Regions from separate parts of the Sus scrofa genome. Here regions 1, 2, 3 and 4 are each linked to region 5. Evidence: chromatin contacts called from public HiChIP or PLAC-seq and promoter capture Hi-C data. All regions are on one chromosome and are shown on one strand. Each heading gives the region's core, a stretch centred on a gene start, on an enhancer-like site or on the middle of the called end of the contact. The rest is flanking DNA. Distances are from core to core; before and after follow the strand shown. Region 1 holds the start of C1H6orf183 (putative uncharacterized protein C6orf183 homolog). Region 2 holds the start of CEP57L1 (centrosomal protein CEP57L1). Region 3 holds the start of PPIL6 (peptidylprolyl isomerase like 6). Region 4 holds the start of SEC63 (translocation protein SEC63 homolog). Region 5 holds the start of FOXO3 (forkhead box O3).

Region 1 (2,733 bases), core at 122-2,621, 600 kb before region 5:
TCTTGCCTTCAGGCTTTAACCCATACAAACTTAGGTTCTACTAAGTCTGCATGGGTACTCAGATTTAACATTTACTGAGTTTTTATTCTGTGCCAACACTTTTGCTGGGTGCTTTGACATTTAATCCTCACAATAAGCCTGGGAGGTAGGTAGTAATACAATCCTAGATTTATAAATGAGAAATGGAGGCCGAAAAAAGTTATTCAATTGCCTAAACTACTAACTGGAGGAATCACAAATATGAACCCCAAGTCTCCTAATTCTGAAATCTGTGTTTTTTCTACTATATGACACTAATTTTGCAAGAAAATTCTCAATTCTTAATTGAAATGTTCAAGTATTCCTTAATTGATTTTAATTTCTTCTGGTAATTTGTTTTAGTAATATATTTTTAGAAGTAATAATTTCACCACTGATAAACTAAATATATTGGGCCACTGTCCTAAGTGCATTAAAAACAAAGGCACAGAAAGACTGGGCTCATTATGGTCCTGGTGAGTTTTTTGCTAAGTATGAACTATAGCATTCATATTTTCAAGAAGAAAAATTAAAGTCACAAAAATGATAAGGTGACAAAACTGAACATCTCTGGGGCTGAAGAAGCTGTAAAGGGAGAGGGAGTAAAAGTGGGTGAAGGACATGTACTGTTTAAAACAGAGGGAAAGAAACTTTTATCTCTGCCATTAGTTACTTTCAAGGACAATTTGAAGTATAAATTATTTTCAGCCATCTCCCACTTCAGGTATGAAAGGTCTTCTGATATAGCACCTATTCTCTCAATGAGAATGTATCAGTTTTCTTCCTCCCCCACAGAGGGTCCACAATTATCCTCTTTCTCTTATACACACTTTCTGAGATTTCCTAGGAGGATATAAAGACTACCTTTAAAAAAATTTCTTTTCCTAGCTCCCCAAGATCTTTTTTTTTTTTTGCTTTTTAGGGCCACGCCAGTCGCATATGCAAGTTCCCAGGCCAGGGGTTGAATCGGAGCTACAGCTGCCAGCCTACACCACAGCCACAGTAATGCCAGATTCGAGCCACGTCTGCAACCTATACCACAGCCTGTGGACACACAGGATCCTTAACCCACTGAGTGGGGTCAAGGATTGAACCCGCATCACTCATGGATACTAGTCGGGTTCATTTCTGCTGAGCCACAATGGGAATTTCTCCCCAAGACCTTGATCTTTTAATTCTTTCATACTTTGAACATTCCCCACCTGTAGATAAAGATGTACCTCCAACTTTGTCCCTTTGGAATCACCATCTCTTAAACTGCCACCCTATCTTCTGAGCTCCTCTCTTCTATTATGCCTTTTCTGCCAGTCTTCTATTTCTACTTCAGTCGATGATGCCAATTCTCTAGTTGCCCTAAAGAATTTTCATGAGAAACCAAAGTTCAGAAGAGTCTACCAGTTTCTGCAGGCTTCTGGAAAGACAGGTCAACAAATGTAAATTTATTATAAAGCTATATGTTCAAAGAAATCTCTTATGATATTGCTAATCAAAATATCAAAAATATAGTTATAAAAGAGTAAGATAAAACAGATGATTTGTGTTAAAATAAATCAAAACTAGATTTATAAAAGAGAATGGGAAGAGCAAAGAAAGGTTTCCACAGTTAAGTTACTGTCAACTAAGATTAGCTTACTATTTCTTTTCTTTTTTTCTTGCTTTTTAGGACCACAAGTTCAGTATATGGAAGTTCCCAGGCTAAGGGTCAAACTGGAGCTGCAGCTGCTGGCCTACACCATGGCCACAGCAACGCAGGATCTGAGCCACGTCTATGACCTACACCACAGCTCATGGCAACACCAGATTCTTAACCCACTGAGCGAGGACAGGGATCCAACCCCCATTCTCATGGATACTCATCGGGTTCGTTACCACTGAGCCACGACAGGAACTCCTAGGTTACTATTTCTAATTGTCACATAAAGACTTGGGCTTAAGACCTCTTCACAAAGCTTTTCCCTTTCTAAAGAAGAAAAGTTTCCCAGCTCTAAAACAAGATAGGGAGGAAGCATCACAAAAGTTAAAAGACCTTTCCATACTCTTAATTTTATATTGGTTCTTAAGGTTATAAGCCTACTAAATGAAAAAATGGAATACCACTTGTGTCTCAAATTTAACTGAATTTTAAATATCATTTGTGTATAATTTCTTTTGTCTTTTCTGGGCCGCACCTGCGCATATGGAGGTTCCCAGGCTTGGGGTCTACGCCAGAGTCACAGCAACTCGGGATCCGAGCCACGTCTGCAACCTACACCACAGCTCATGGCAATGCCAGATCCTTAACCCGCTGAGCAAGGCCAGGGATCAAACCTGCAACCTTATGGTTCCTAGTCGGATTCGTTAACCACTGTACCACGACAGGAACTCCTTGTGTATAATTCCTTAAATTTAGCTTAAGGTATGTGCAAAGTGAACAATGTTTCTAAAATATGGCGAGATTAGGTACCTCAGTCAATAAGCAAAACAAAAAAAGCAATCATTTATTATTTGGGACTCTTCGGAGGTCATCAGGCATTAATTTAAAAAATACTACAATTTATAAAGGCTAGAAACATAATTCAAAATTTCATAAAGGTATATTGAATTAAAAGCACTTTAGACAGTTCAGGATCTCAATGACAGAGTTCATTTAAGGTGATAGTTTTGCTACTGTGTTACTGTTCCCACAAGATATCATCTCTTCTCAATTTCATTTGAAGGTTATGGACTCGTATTGGA
Region 2 (2,913 bases), core at 77-2,576, 540 kb before region 5:
AAGGAAGATGAGCCTCCCCCCACCCCAAAAGACACAAGAAGGAGTGGCTTTGTTTTCTGAAATCATACTCATAAGAAGGAAGTTCTCATTTTTTAAAATTCTGATTTAAACAAGCAACATTAGAATGTTCTAGGCTTTCCAAATTAAACCAATTCATCAGAACTCTGTTCAAGGATAGGTCACTTTCAGAAACTATCTGGAAAATTCATAGTACGTTTCTCTTTTCTGCTCTTTACTCTTTTCTCTTTGCTGTATTGTACATCAAAACACAAAAAGCTATTCCTCCTGAAATGTATATGATTTTGGCTTATTGCAGTTTCCTGAAATTACTATCTCCCTCACTCTTGGCCTCACCATATGCTGTTCTTTTGACCCTCTTTCCCTGAGATGAAGATTTCCCTGACTTTCCAAGACCGGCCTAAGTGATCTTTCTAGCCATCCTAATAATATCATATAGTACTGTATGTTTAATGTGTGTACTGTACTTTATATATGTATTGTATAATGTTTAACCATTAGTTTAACTAGATGGGAACTGTGCGTTTTCCACTTGTCCAGTACTTGGTTTTTAGAAACTAAGTTTTAGAAACGCATGTATTGTGCAACATGAAAAATTAAAACTAATTTGTTATCAGTCCAGTGATAGCCCTTCAAACCTCAACTTTTCTCAAGAAGAATGACTTCAAACAGCAATATGCAAACAAATTATTTAATCTTTTAAAATTACTAAATTTTAGAGATTTTTATAAGTCTTTTTTCCATATGGTATTCTTAAAGCCTGCAAATATTCATATCTAGGAACACGAGGGATTCTTTTCCCTTCAGTTTTGTACAAAAAGGATTTGACAACTCTCTTTCAAAGTGTGGCACAGGATTTCTTCTGCGCAAATAAAGCCTCAAACAATCCTATGCAATGGCAAACAAAGGTGCACTTACACAGGGATACTGAGTCCATCCCGCGTGAGCCCACCTGACAGAGCAGAAGCAGAGGTAGCACCGCGGAGCACTAGTTTCCACAGCATCCCTCTTGCCTGACCTTATGCAGCTCTTTCCGACCATCCATGTCCTCTCAACGCGCCCGCGGTCTTGGGCACTCGGACTAGTTCTTCCCACGTAGATTACTGATAGTCCCTGGACTAAGGAGTACAGCTCTAAGGAGACGGCTTCCTTTCTAAAATCCCACAGGAAATGGAGGAAGGAAAAATACTGTCAAAGGAAAAGTGTCAGCCAAGCCCACAGTGCTCACCAAGCCAAATCTCTCAGTCAAATCTCCGGCAGCGCTAGCCGTTGGCTCGCAGGGAGCCACAGGCAACGTCGCAGTGGCTCCCGGGAGCTGTAGTTTCTGTCTCAAACAGAACGCGCCTACAGCACCAGAACTACACTTCCCAGAAGTCAATGCGAGGACGCCCTGCCTTCTTAAATCTGGTGTTTGGCGCAATAAAGAGTTTCTATTTTTTCCTCTGATTTTAAATTTTGATTCGAGTTCTTCCAGGAGTTTATCTGTGCCCTCCTTATTTGCGGTTCTTGTCTCGTGTGTGATAATTTCGGCGTATTTCAACTTTTCGTTACCCCCGTTCAGCCCAAAGAAGCCGAACGTCAAGGCAAAAAAAAACCAAAAAAACCAAAAAACAAAAAAAAAAAACGCCCCCCGAGCAGATTCGGTGCCTCTTAAGGCGCATGCGCCCGGCCCACCGTTACGCATGCGTAGCAGCCGTCAGCGGTTGGCGGCCGCTCGCGGGCTCGGGGTCCGGAGGTAGCTTGTTGGAGGGCGGGGCTTTTTCCGATGGCTTTGCCTCAGCGGGTCGCGTCTGCTTGGGCGGGGAAGAGGGCGCAGGGGCAGGGGCAGGGGCGGCTCCTGGCTTGTGCCGGGCGGAGAAAGGGGAGGGGCTGGGGGTGAGGACCCCGTCTCCCCTCCCCGCTCCCGCCCTCTGGGCCGAGCCCCATCGATGGGGCTGGGCGAAGGGGCGGGTTCTGCGCCTGGGGCCCTGCCGCTCCGCCAGCTTCGCGGCCCAGCCCCGCGATCGGGGATTGCTGGGCTGCCCTGTGCCGGTTTGGGTTGGCCGGCAGTGGGCGAGGATACCGGGATTGGAAGAGAAGCAGCGTCAGCCCGTGGATTCTGAATCCGCAGAGCCAGAGACGCGTTCCTCCAACGCCACCACCGAGACAGAGGCTGCACGAGACTGCAGCCCCTGGGGAGCGCCAGGGTCTCTAGCCGCGGCGTCCAGCGAGCCAGGGTTCGGCGAGCCTTTCCAGCCAGCGCCCGGCCGGGCGGGAGGAGCTGCGGAGGGCGGGGACTGGTGCCGGAGGAGGGGCGGGGTGGGAACGCTCCCGAGAACACCGTGGCTGCACGGACAAAAAACACCGAGTGGCTGCAGAGCGTTCAACTGTATCCAGCCTTTTGGGGCAGAGCACGGATTTGACAGCTCCACGGCTTGAGGATATCCGCTGACCCCGAGAGACGGAGAGGAACACTTCCCCGACACTGTCCAGCAAAGCCAGCTCTGTAAGGTTTCAACTTTCCAACTTTTTTTTTTTTTTTTTTTTTTTTTGTCTGACTAGAAGACTGCTACTCCGGGTAGAAGGAGAGGGCGAGCTCTGTCTGGTAGATCGAAGACATTTCTGGTACCAATGTCACCCAGGCTTATGTTTTCGTGACGATTCGATTTTTCTGATTTATTTCTTACATTTCTCGTTTTAAAAATACGAAGTGCTGTGGTGGACATGCTGAAAGATTGAAGAGGGCAGGAAAAAAAACTCCAGTTGTCATGGCTGAAGGAGAGAATGAAGTGAGATGGGATGGACTGTGCAGTAGAGATTCAACTACTAGAGAGACCGCACTGGAAAACATTAGGCAAATCATCGTGAGAAAAACCGAGTGTCTTCGTTTGGTGAAAGAGACACCTTATCGTCCAT
Region 3 (2,700 bases), core at 175-2,674, 880 kb before region 5:
AGACCACTGCCAATGATGCCACTGAAAACCAAGCCCTGATCAGTAACCAGAAAAGCAAACAAAGAAATCTCCCCCTAGGCGTCTTTCCCTTCTTATCAGCTACCTTCTCCTCTCTGCCCCTGGCACCACCCCAGAAGGAAACTCAAAGCATCAGCTGTTCTGGGGCTGATAGGACGCCCTGATAATAAGTCTTGAGAAGAGCTGAAGAACTAGCTCTTCCTCCTTCTGCCTCTTCCTGCTCCCACACTCAGAGAAGAGGAGCCTGGGCGGGGTTGGGGTGGGGATAGGCTGCAGGCAGCGTAGGGAAGGGCAGGCAGGGCCAAGAGCCTCCAGGTCTGAGGCCAGGCGGCTCCTCACCTCCTGAAGTAGTGTGCAGCTGGGTAGGTGGGCAACAGCTTCTGCCTCAGGTACTGGAAATCCTGCTCACTCCACACCTGAGGAATGGGGTCAAGATGCTGGCCCGGCCCTTCCCCGGGGAGAAAGACCCGCTAGCACCCCCAGCCGCCCCCTCGGGCCAAGGTTCCACAATAGTTCCGCCCGGCCCCACCTCCTCCAGCAGAACAAGGTCGAAGCTCTCCATGTTCAGAAAGTCTCCCAGGCGCTTGACGCGGTCGGCCCGGTGCTTGCTCAGGAAGGGAATGCCCCTGAGAACCAGAAGGGCAGGGAGGTGACGGCGGGGGTGGTCGGCGCTCCGGGAAACATCGGAGCTGGGGCGAGGTGCGCGCTGTCTCCATACCCGGAGGCTGCAGCGCAGGGGAGAGCCGAGCCCCGGATGTGAGGGAGGTCCCAGGCCCGGGGCGGCGGGCGCACTCACCAGCAGTTGAGGTTAAAGATCTTCAGTCGCAGGGAAAAGGTGGGCTTCATGGCGAGGGCACTGGGGGGCGCGGGACGGCTCCGCAAAGGCAGCGCGGTGCGGCCCGAGGCGGGCGAGCTGGCCGGGCTCTTCGAGGGGTAAAGGGCACAGGTGGTCGCCCCGCCCTCGCGCTCCTGGGAAGGCCGCGGCCGCGAGGCCCGCGCGGCCTGGGACGGCCTCCCGCGTTACCCGGGCAACCGGCCGACTGGCCCCAATCTAGCTGCGCGCCAACCCGGAAAGGCGATCTGCGGCGAAATCGGGCGCAGATGAGAGTCCGCTGCCGCGCGAGAGGAGGTCCCGCGGAGGACCCTAGGCGGGGGTCGGGGCGGGGTCCTGGAGGAGGCCCGGGCAGGCGGCAGACCGGGCTGAGTCTTGTGGGACGTAGGCTCCCGGTTCCTCTTCGCTCGCCGCTGGGGGCGGGAGCCCAGGCGTCCTCTCTAGCCTCGCAGGCGGCTCACCAGCAACAGGAGCAAAGTTGAGGAAACGCCGGGCCCTAACGCCTCGCCCCGCCCTCTTCCTCCCGGCGGGCGGCGGGGGCGGGGTCGCGTGGTTGCCCTGGCGACACGCAGTGTTTGTGCTCCAAGGAGTCCTCGCGCGCTGCCATGGCTAGCCAGCGGCTTTCGGTCCCCTGCAGCTCGCAGTTGCCGCCCGAGCAGCCGCTGCAGGTGAAGGTGGTGGGGCTCTTCAAAAGCTCTAGCTTTCAAGTTGCGAAGAGCACCGCTGAGGTAACCGCGAAGAAACCGCAAGTGTGGGCGGCCGGTCCGGCTTCTGTGTCTAGCGCCTTCTCGTGGCGGGGCTTCAGGATCGGGGAGGGGAGGTTCTGGCTGATGTGGACAGGAGCGTGCAAAGGCAGGTGCGGGTACTGGCGGGAGTTCCACCTCGAGAAGGGCTACCTTTAAAGGGAGATCGGAGCGAAGGAAGCGTTCAGGACCTTGCTGGGAATAAAGGTGATTCCTTCCTCTAAATTACCACACATTTTATTCCACGGTAAAAAAAAATTTTTTCTTTTATGGTTGCAGCTTCAGGAGCTTGCTGCAGTCGGGTTCTTAACCCACTGTGCTGCGGGAGGAACTCCTCCACATTAATTTTTAATTGAAATTATAGATTTTAAAACTTTGTGAAAGAAAATGGTACCCCGTAAGCGGCTGATTTTTTCAAATCCCACCCCAAGTAATTTTTGAAAACTATTCATTTGGGAAGGGATGAGTTTTTTCCCCCTGTAAATTTTCTATAACAGTCAGGGCCATTCCATTGAAGGTGCTTAAGGGATTTCTTTTTTTTGGTCTTTTTTTTTTTGGCATTTCTTGGGCCGCTCCCGCGGCATATGGAGGTTCCCAGGCTAGGGGTCTAATCGGAGCTGTACCCACCAGCCTATGCCAGAGGCACAGCAACGCAGGATCCGAGCCGCGTCTGCAACCTACATCACAGCTCACAGCAACGCCGGATCGTTAACCCACTGAGCAAGGGCAGGGATCGAACCCGCAACCTCATGGTTCCTAGTCGGATTCGTTAACCACTGCGCCACGACGGGAACTCCAGGGATTTCTTAACAAACAACCCACAAATGCTTTGGAGAATCCAGACATTTCTTTGTAAACATGTGGAATGATGTCAAAGGAAAAACACTTTAATTGGAAGAATTTGGCTAGGTCAATAATGCTGCACCACACCTGTAACCGAATGCAGCAGAAATGCAGAAATGTATGAATTACTGAAATGTCAAATTCAGCACGTCTTTGGGGTTTGCTCCAGAAATGCCGCTGTAAGATTATGCCAAGCTTCTATTCTTCAAAGCCTCATTAGACTCCAGAACAATGCCTTCTTCATGTTTGTTATCTCCCAAAGTA
Region 4 (2,700 bases), core at 137-2,636, 550 kb after region 5:
ACTATAGCTCTTTTTATAAATCCTCACAACCACTCTGTGAGTCGGGTGGGCCCTTCCTTTCGGTCTCCTGAGGGTAGATGGAGAAGTTGGGATAGGCCCCTGCCAGGGCTGCCGCGGGACAGTGGGGTCCTTCGCATATCAGGGCACCAGCCCTCCCCGCTCCCAGCTCGGCTGATACCGGCCTCTGGGATCTCACAGTCAGCGAGGGGAGAGGCTGCGGAGAGCGACTGCTCCCCCCGCGGTCCCTCCTCCAACAGCTGAGTCCTGCCCACCTTCTGCAGGGGCGGGGGTGGGGTGGGGTGGCAGCAGTTCTGGGGAGTGTAAGGGTCCGCGATGAGACGGTGGTCGTGGGCACTGGCTTTGTGGCGTCAGAGTGACTGGGTTTGAATTTGAATCTCCAGACCTTTTTTTACGGTGCCTGACTTAAGGCAGTCACTCAATTTCCTCATCTGGAGAGAGGACATCCTTTGATTTATCCCAAGGGGTTCACTGACTTAAAATAGTCAACGATTTAAAGCAATGAAGGTCTTAGTCTACTGCCCCTGCCGAAGAAAATGCTACAAATATTATCAGTTCTGGGATAGGTAGGTCACTATCTCTACTACTTTGGGGCATCTCCAGCTGCAAAATGGGCGCAATGTAGATTGCAGTCTTTTAATGGCACACATTACTTTGCCAACAATCAAACAAACCAGAGAAAAACAAAACCCCTCACCATCCCTCCTCTCCTTCCTGCTCTGGAGCCACTCAGTTTTGACACTTGTTTCCGGGATCTGAAGGAGCTGGATCCTAACCCAAGGAAATATTCTTTTTTACGTTTTTATTTTTTATTAAAGCCGCGTTGATCTACAATTGTGCCAATATCCCTGTACAGCAAAGCGACTCAGTCATATATAAATTCTTTTAAAAATATTGTTTTCCATCACGGTCTACCTCAGGAGATTGTATATCAGTAAACACTGTTATTAACTAGGAAAACAGAAAAGTGAGAAGGCAGGACGGGTGAGGTAGGGATGCCGAACAGGTGAGGCAAGGAAGCCTGAGCTATACTTCGAACAGCGGTGACCCGGACCGCAGTCAGGTGAACCCCGCACGCGTGGTTCGGGAAGCCCGGGATAGGACCCTCGAGACCATAGCGCGACCTGGGGAATGGAAACCGAGAAGGGAGCGAGAGGGACTCTAGAGGAAGGCAGCCGCGGGCCTCTAAGGGAGGAGCTACAGGAACTCGAAGGGCGGGGCTGAGGTTAAGGGGGCAGGGATAAGGGCGGGGCCTCGCGGAATTCTCCGGCTGCGCGCGCCACGTCTCCCTCAGAGAGCGTGTGAGGGAGAGGCTGGAGGGGGTGGAGGGGAGGGAAAAACCGAGAGGGGCGGGAGCTCTGTCTTCTCGCGAGATCGGGAGTCGGCAGCGGCGGTGGCGGCGGCGGTGGCGGCGGCGTGTCCGTGAGAGTAGCGTGGGGGCGGGGAGGAGCGGCGCCGGCGGCGTAGGAGCTACGCCACACCGGGCCGGGGCGCTGGGAGCTGGAGCACAGAGGGGGGTCGTGGCGGTGGCGGTGAGAAGAGGGAGGCGGAGGAGGGGGCGCCATGGCGGGGCAGCAGTTCCAGTACGATGACAGCGGGAACACCTTCTTCTACTTCCTCACCTCCTTCGTGGGGCTCATCGTGATCCCGGCCACATACTACCTCTGGCCCCGAGATCAGAATGCCGGTGAGTCCCGCTGGTAGCTGCCGTGGACCTGCGCAGGCCCCTCCGGCTCTTCTGGGCCGCGCGGCTTTTGCCCGCTCCGGCCCAGCCCAGTCCGCTGCGCTTGGGGTGATACCGCCCGCGCGGCCCGGCCTCGCGTCCAGGCGTCAGCCGCTGGCGGCGCCCGGGCTCAGCTGTGTTTCCCTCCGTGCCTCTCCAGGCTCCTCTCCACCCCCTTCATTGTCCTCCTCTGGAGTTTCGCTTTGCACCCTCTCCTCTATTGTTCTGGCGGCTCCTGGCAGCCTCGTCCAGTCTCTTTGTCTTCTATTCCTCGGCTTTTATGGGGGTATTTTTCTTTATGGAGGGAACAAGATGGCATAGGGAGGATGGGAACTGGAAGATGAGAGTAGAGAGTTGGCTACGGAGGAAGCCGAGCGAGCAGGCTCCACTCTGAACCCTCAGCCCACGGTCCCCTTTCCCCCACACCCCCGTTTGCCTGTTGCAGCTGTCGTTACAGATGTTTTGGGCACAGTCAGAGCTGGGTGGCATCTATAGGACGCCAACTGAGCTCGCCAGCCGCCCCTCCCCCCGTGCCTTTCCCCTATTGCCTTTTCATTTGTTCACTTACACTGCGGGGGTTGGGAGCAATGCTGTTATTCCCCTTAGCAAAAAAACAAAACAAAAAAACCAGGCTTTTCTCTATTTCCTTTTCTTTGGAGTTTCCTGTTTATGGCGGAAAAAGTGCAAGTATGAAGGAAGGATTAAGTCTATAGGTAGTTCATTTGTGAGGTAGCGGGTGCATTTGCTTTTAGTTCTAAATCTTTTCACGTTAAACAACATTGGATTAGAACACAGAATTATATAGATTCTTTTCAAGGCATTTTATGTTCGGATTGTTTGGATTCCATTTGTTGCACGCCGCTAGGACGTATGGCAGGTGATATTCTTAAAACTGATGCTGGAACTGCAAGGCCCTAATAGGTTGTTTTATGGTAGCGTTAACAGTAACGAGTAGGTTT
Region 5 (3,031 bases), core at 99-2,598:
TTGAAACAGCTCCAGAGGCCAGGCCTCAGCGGGGAAGCAGCAGGTGCAGGACAGTTCCCGCTGAGGTGGAAGGGCTGGCCGGGTCGGGGCCCAGATCATCTCAGAGGCTACTCAGAGGAAGGTTTAAGGTTGAGACACCTCTTAGGAATAAAGGTGTTAACACACGCAAGGAAAGAGAGCCGGCCAGGAAAAGGTTTACAACCACTGCTTTTTGTAATGGGATCGATGTGCCTGTGGGAGTTAACACCTACAAGCCTGAAACTTGGACACAGGGGTTCTCATCTGGCTAGTCTCAACACACCACGCTTAGGCGACCGACTGGAAACCACAAATCCAACCCCTCCTCTGGGCACTGATTCCCAAACAAGTCCCCTCACTCCACCCGCAGCGGCCTCGCCGCACCCCCACTACGGGGAAACCTGCTCCAAAGCTGGCCGCGGACGTACCTCCTCCGCTACAACCCAGGAATCGGGCAAATGCACTCCTGCCCATCTGGCCAAGCCTGAGGCTTCCCCAGGAGCCTCCTCTCCCGCTCCCGCCGCGTCCGCAGCGGTCCCCGGGCTCCCCTCCTCCGGAGGTCACACAGAACCCCCAAAGCCTTACAGCTGAGGCTCTCCCTGCCAACCCCTCTCCCGGGCGCCCGCAGGCGCGCTCGGACGAATCGAAGGCGCGTCTCGCACTGCGCAGGAGACCGGGCGGGTCTGTCCGCCCGTCCGAGGTGGGTACGCACCTTCCAGCCGGCAGAACTGTTGCTGTCGCCCTTATCCTTGAAGTAGGGCACGCAGCGCACCATCCACTCATAGATCTGGGACAGAGTGAGCCGTTTGTCCGGGGAACTCTCGATGGCGCGAGTGATCAGATCGGCGTAGGACAGGTTCCCCCAGGCGTTCCGCCGGGAGGAGCATTTCCTCGGCTGCCCGGAGCCCCCAGCCGCCCCCGGCTGCGGCGGTGGCAGTGGCTGCTGAGGCTGCAGCGGCGTCTGCGTCCCTCCGCTCAGCGCGCCCGCCGCGGAGGCTGGGCCGGACCCGGGTTCCTGCCCTCCGGGAGCCAGCAGCCTGGCCGAGTCCTCCAGGAGCAGCCCAGAGCCCAGCGGGCCGCCCCCGCCGCCGCCGATCGCCATGGCCGAGCCGGCCCTACCGCCGCCGTCCTCGTCGTCTTCATCGTCCTCCTCCTCGGGGATCATGGAGTCAGCGGCCGCCTCCCCCGAGGGCTTGGCCGGGCTCCCCTGGAGCTCCGGCCTCTGCAGGGGCCACGTACAGGAGCGCGGACGGCTCTGGGGCTCGAACTCCGGGTCCAGCTCCACTTCGAGCGGAGAGAGCGGGACCGGGGAGGCCGGCGCCTCTGCCATCTTCGCCGCCTGCCCGCCCGCGGCTCCGGCTCTCACACTCTCCTCTTGCGCCGGGGCGGGGTGCGGCGGGGGAGGGACGGGGGCGCCGCGAAGGCTCGGGCTCCCGGGCGCCGCCGCCGCTGCTACTGCCGCCGCCTGGGAAAGCACGAGAGGAGAGAGAAGGAGAGTTGATTATCCCGGGCTGGAGCTCAGTCCCCGGCGAGTCCTCGCCCGCCGCCGCCGCCGCCGTTTCCCGACCACACCGCGCCCGCCTCCCAGGAGCAGGCAGACCTGGAGACGTGCGTCCCGCGAACCTGGCGCTGCAGACGCCACCCCCTGGTCAGGCCGCGGGGGAGACAGGAGCGAATCGACAGGCTCGCACGGGGCAACCCCCTCCCCCCGCCGCCACCGCCAGCGGAGCTGCAGGTCTCCACTGGGCTAGGTGGCGGGGCGGGGAAGAAGGGGGAGGGGCGGGGCGGGGGAGGGGCGCGAGCCGCGCCTTTAAAGCGGGCAGCAGCCCGAGCTGGCGCAGCCCAGACGCGGTCGGAGCCTGAGCCCGGGTGTGCGTGCGTTTGTTTATGTTTCGCTCCGGCCCGCACAAGTGCTTCCCGCGGCGCCACCGCCGCCAAAGTCTGTGGCGTCTTCGGCTCTTCTCCCCGGCCTGGTCCCGGCCCCGCCGCCTCCGCGCTCTCCTGCCATCCCCTCCCAGCGGAGGACCCGAGCCCGAGGACTGCGCGGGCAGTCCCCTTCTCCTCTCTTCGCCCGCGGGCCGAGAGGGCGAATGTGGGTCCGAGCGCAAACGGGCCCTTGTCACTTCCAGGAACAGGGAAAGACGGGAAGAAGGGAGACAAGCAGCTCAGCGGGTGTTTGCCAAGGGTCGAGCTGAGCAGCAACGGCCACTTTGGGGGTGGTGTGGTTTATTTTCTCGCGGGCGTTGTGCCCTCCACCCCTTTCCCTATAAGAACGGGGGGGAGGGGAGTAGTCGAAACGTAAATCTTCCAACAGGTCAGGAAGCACAAGTCTCCCAGGCCAACAGAAAACCCGGACCAGCACGTTCATCACCTCCTTGCTCCCACTGCTGCCATCTTGACAGTTTCCCCCCTTCACTCAAGTCCTTTAAAAACACTAGCGGGAGAGAAGAAGGGCGCGCACACCGAGTCACGGGGAGGGAAAAGGGAAGCGCCTGGCCCAGCTCGGAAGCAGATCCGGAGTCACCGGGAAGGCGGCCGCCCCGCTGCACAGCTCCGGCGCCTACCTCGGTTCCTTCCCTTCAGTGACGAGGGGGGAGGACGCACAATCCCGCGCGGGCCCGGGGCGCGGCGAGGAGGGGGCGCACAACCTCAGCCAAGGAGAGGCGCTCCGGCCGCCGCTGCTGCAGCCCGCCTGAGGAACCGCCTGTCAGCCAGCGCGCCGCCGCCTTCCACATTCCTCCTCCTCCCTTCCACGAGCAGGGCGGCCGCGGCAGCAGCACAAAGTTATAGACACACGCAGGGTGCCTCAACCTAGGCTGACGGCGAGCGGGTCCCCGCCCAGGGGGAGGGCTGGGCAGCGTGCCCGGGTGCGCTCGTGTGCGCGCGTGTGTGTGTGTGTATGTGCGCGCGTGCGCGGCCCAGATCCCCGGGGCTGCGGGCTTGGGTGTCACGGCGCGCATCGGCGCCGGGACACGGCGGGCTCCAGCAGCCTTCCCCGCCGGGCTCCTCCTCC

The links. Promoter capture Hi-C pulls out the DNA fragments that hold promoters and counts their contacts. HiChIP or PLAC-seq counts read pairs in DNA pulled down with a chosen protein or histone mark.
Region 1: a contact with region 5 is called in a promoter capture Hi-C map of liver, with 6 times the contacts expected there. The contact joins the promoter of C1H6orf183 here to the promoter of FOXO3 in region 5. A contact is called at or near these places in 1 of 5 promoter capture datasets (liver), 1 of 47 Hi-C or Micro-C datasets (epiblast stem cells) and 1 of 2 datasets of contacts at active chromatin or transcription factors (skeletal muscle).
Region 2: a contact with region 5 is called in an H3K27ac HiChIP or PLAC-seq map of alveolar macrophages. The contact joins the promoter of CEP57L1 here to the promoter of FOXO3 in region 5. A contact is called at or near these places in 2 of 5 promoter capture datasets (fetal liver and liver), 4 of 47 Hi-C or Micro-C datasets (heart right ventricle, liver and skeletal muscle) and 2 of 2 datasets of contacts at active chromatin or transcription factors (alveolar macrophages and skeletal muscle).
Region 3: an H3K27ac HiChIP or PLAC-seq map of skeletal muscle shows a contact between it and region 5, with 4 times the contacts expected there. The contact joins the promoter of PPIL6 here to the promoter of FOXO3 in region 5. A contact is called at or near these places in 1 of 5 promoter capture datasets (liver), 1 of 47 Hi-C or Micro-C datasets (embryonic fibroblasts) and 2 of 2 datasets of contacts at active chromatin or transcription factors (alveolar macrophages and skeletal muscle).
Region 4: a contact with region 5 is called in an H3K27ac HiChIP or PLAC-seq map of skeletal muscle. The contact joins the promoter of SEC63 here to the promoter of FOXO3 in region 5. A contact is called at or near these places in 1 of 5 promoter capture datasets (fetal liver) and 2 of 2 datasets of contacts at active chromatin or transcription factors (alveolar macrophages and skeletal muscle).

What each region holds. Positions count from the first base shown.
Region 1 is chr1:75,226,773-75,229,505 of Sscrofa11.1, reverse strand. C1H6orf183 (putative uncharacterized protein C6orf183 homolog) reads right to left here and starts at 1,371. Exons shown (of 48, transcript XM_021090835.1): 1 at 1,239-1,371. It overlaps CEP57L1 (centrosomal protein CEP57L1), which reads right to left. Exons shown (of 11, transcript XM_021090896.1): 11 at 1,296-1,429. The coding sequence ends at 1,400.
Region 2 is chr1:75,169,406-75,172,318 of Sscrofa11.1, reverse strand. It overlaps CEP57L1 (centrosomal protein CEP57L1), which reads right to left and starts at 1,326. Exons shown (of 11, transcript XM_021090896.1): 1 at 937-1,326. The coding sequence starts at 1,059. It overlaps SESN1 (sestrin-1), which reads left to right and starts at 1,945. Exons shown (of 10, transcript XM_021090855.1): 1 at 1,945-2,913. The coding sequence starts at 2,766.
Region 3 is chr1:75,506,968-75,509,667 of Sscrofa11.1, reverse strand. It overlaps PPIL6 (peptidylprolyl isomerase like 6), which reads left to right and starts at 1,424. Exons shown (of 8, transcript NM_001243664.1): 1 at 1,424-1,578. The coding sequence starts at 1,456. It overlaps SMPD2 (sphingomyelin phosphodiesterase 2), which reads right to left and starts at 1,365. Exons shown (of 10, transcript XM_001925290.5): 1 at 815-1,365; 2 at 548-644; 3 at 358-434; 4 at 1-21. The coding sequence starts at 864.
Region 4 is chr1:74,077,291-74,079,990 of Sscrofa11.1, reverse strand. It overlaps SEC63 (translocation protein SEC63 homolog), which reads left to right and starts at 1,386. Exons shown (of 21, transcript XM_001925479.7): 1 at 1,386-1,705. The coding sequence starts at 1,582.
Region 5 is chr1:74,628,012-74,631,042 of Sscrofa11.1, reverse strand. FOXO3 (forkhead box O3) reads right to left here and starts at 1,348. Exons shown (of 2, transcript NM_001135959.1): 1 at 731-1,348. The coding sequence starts at 1,348.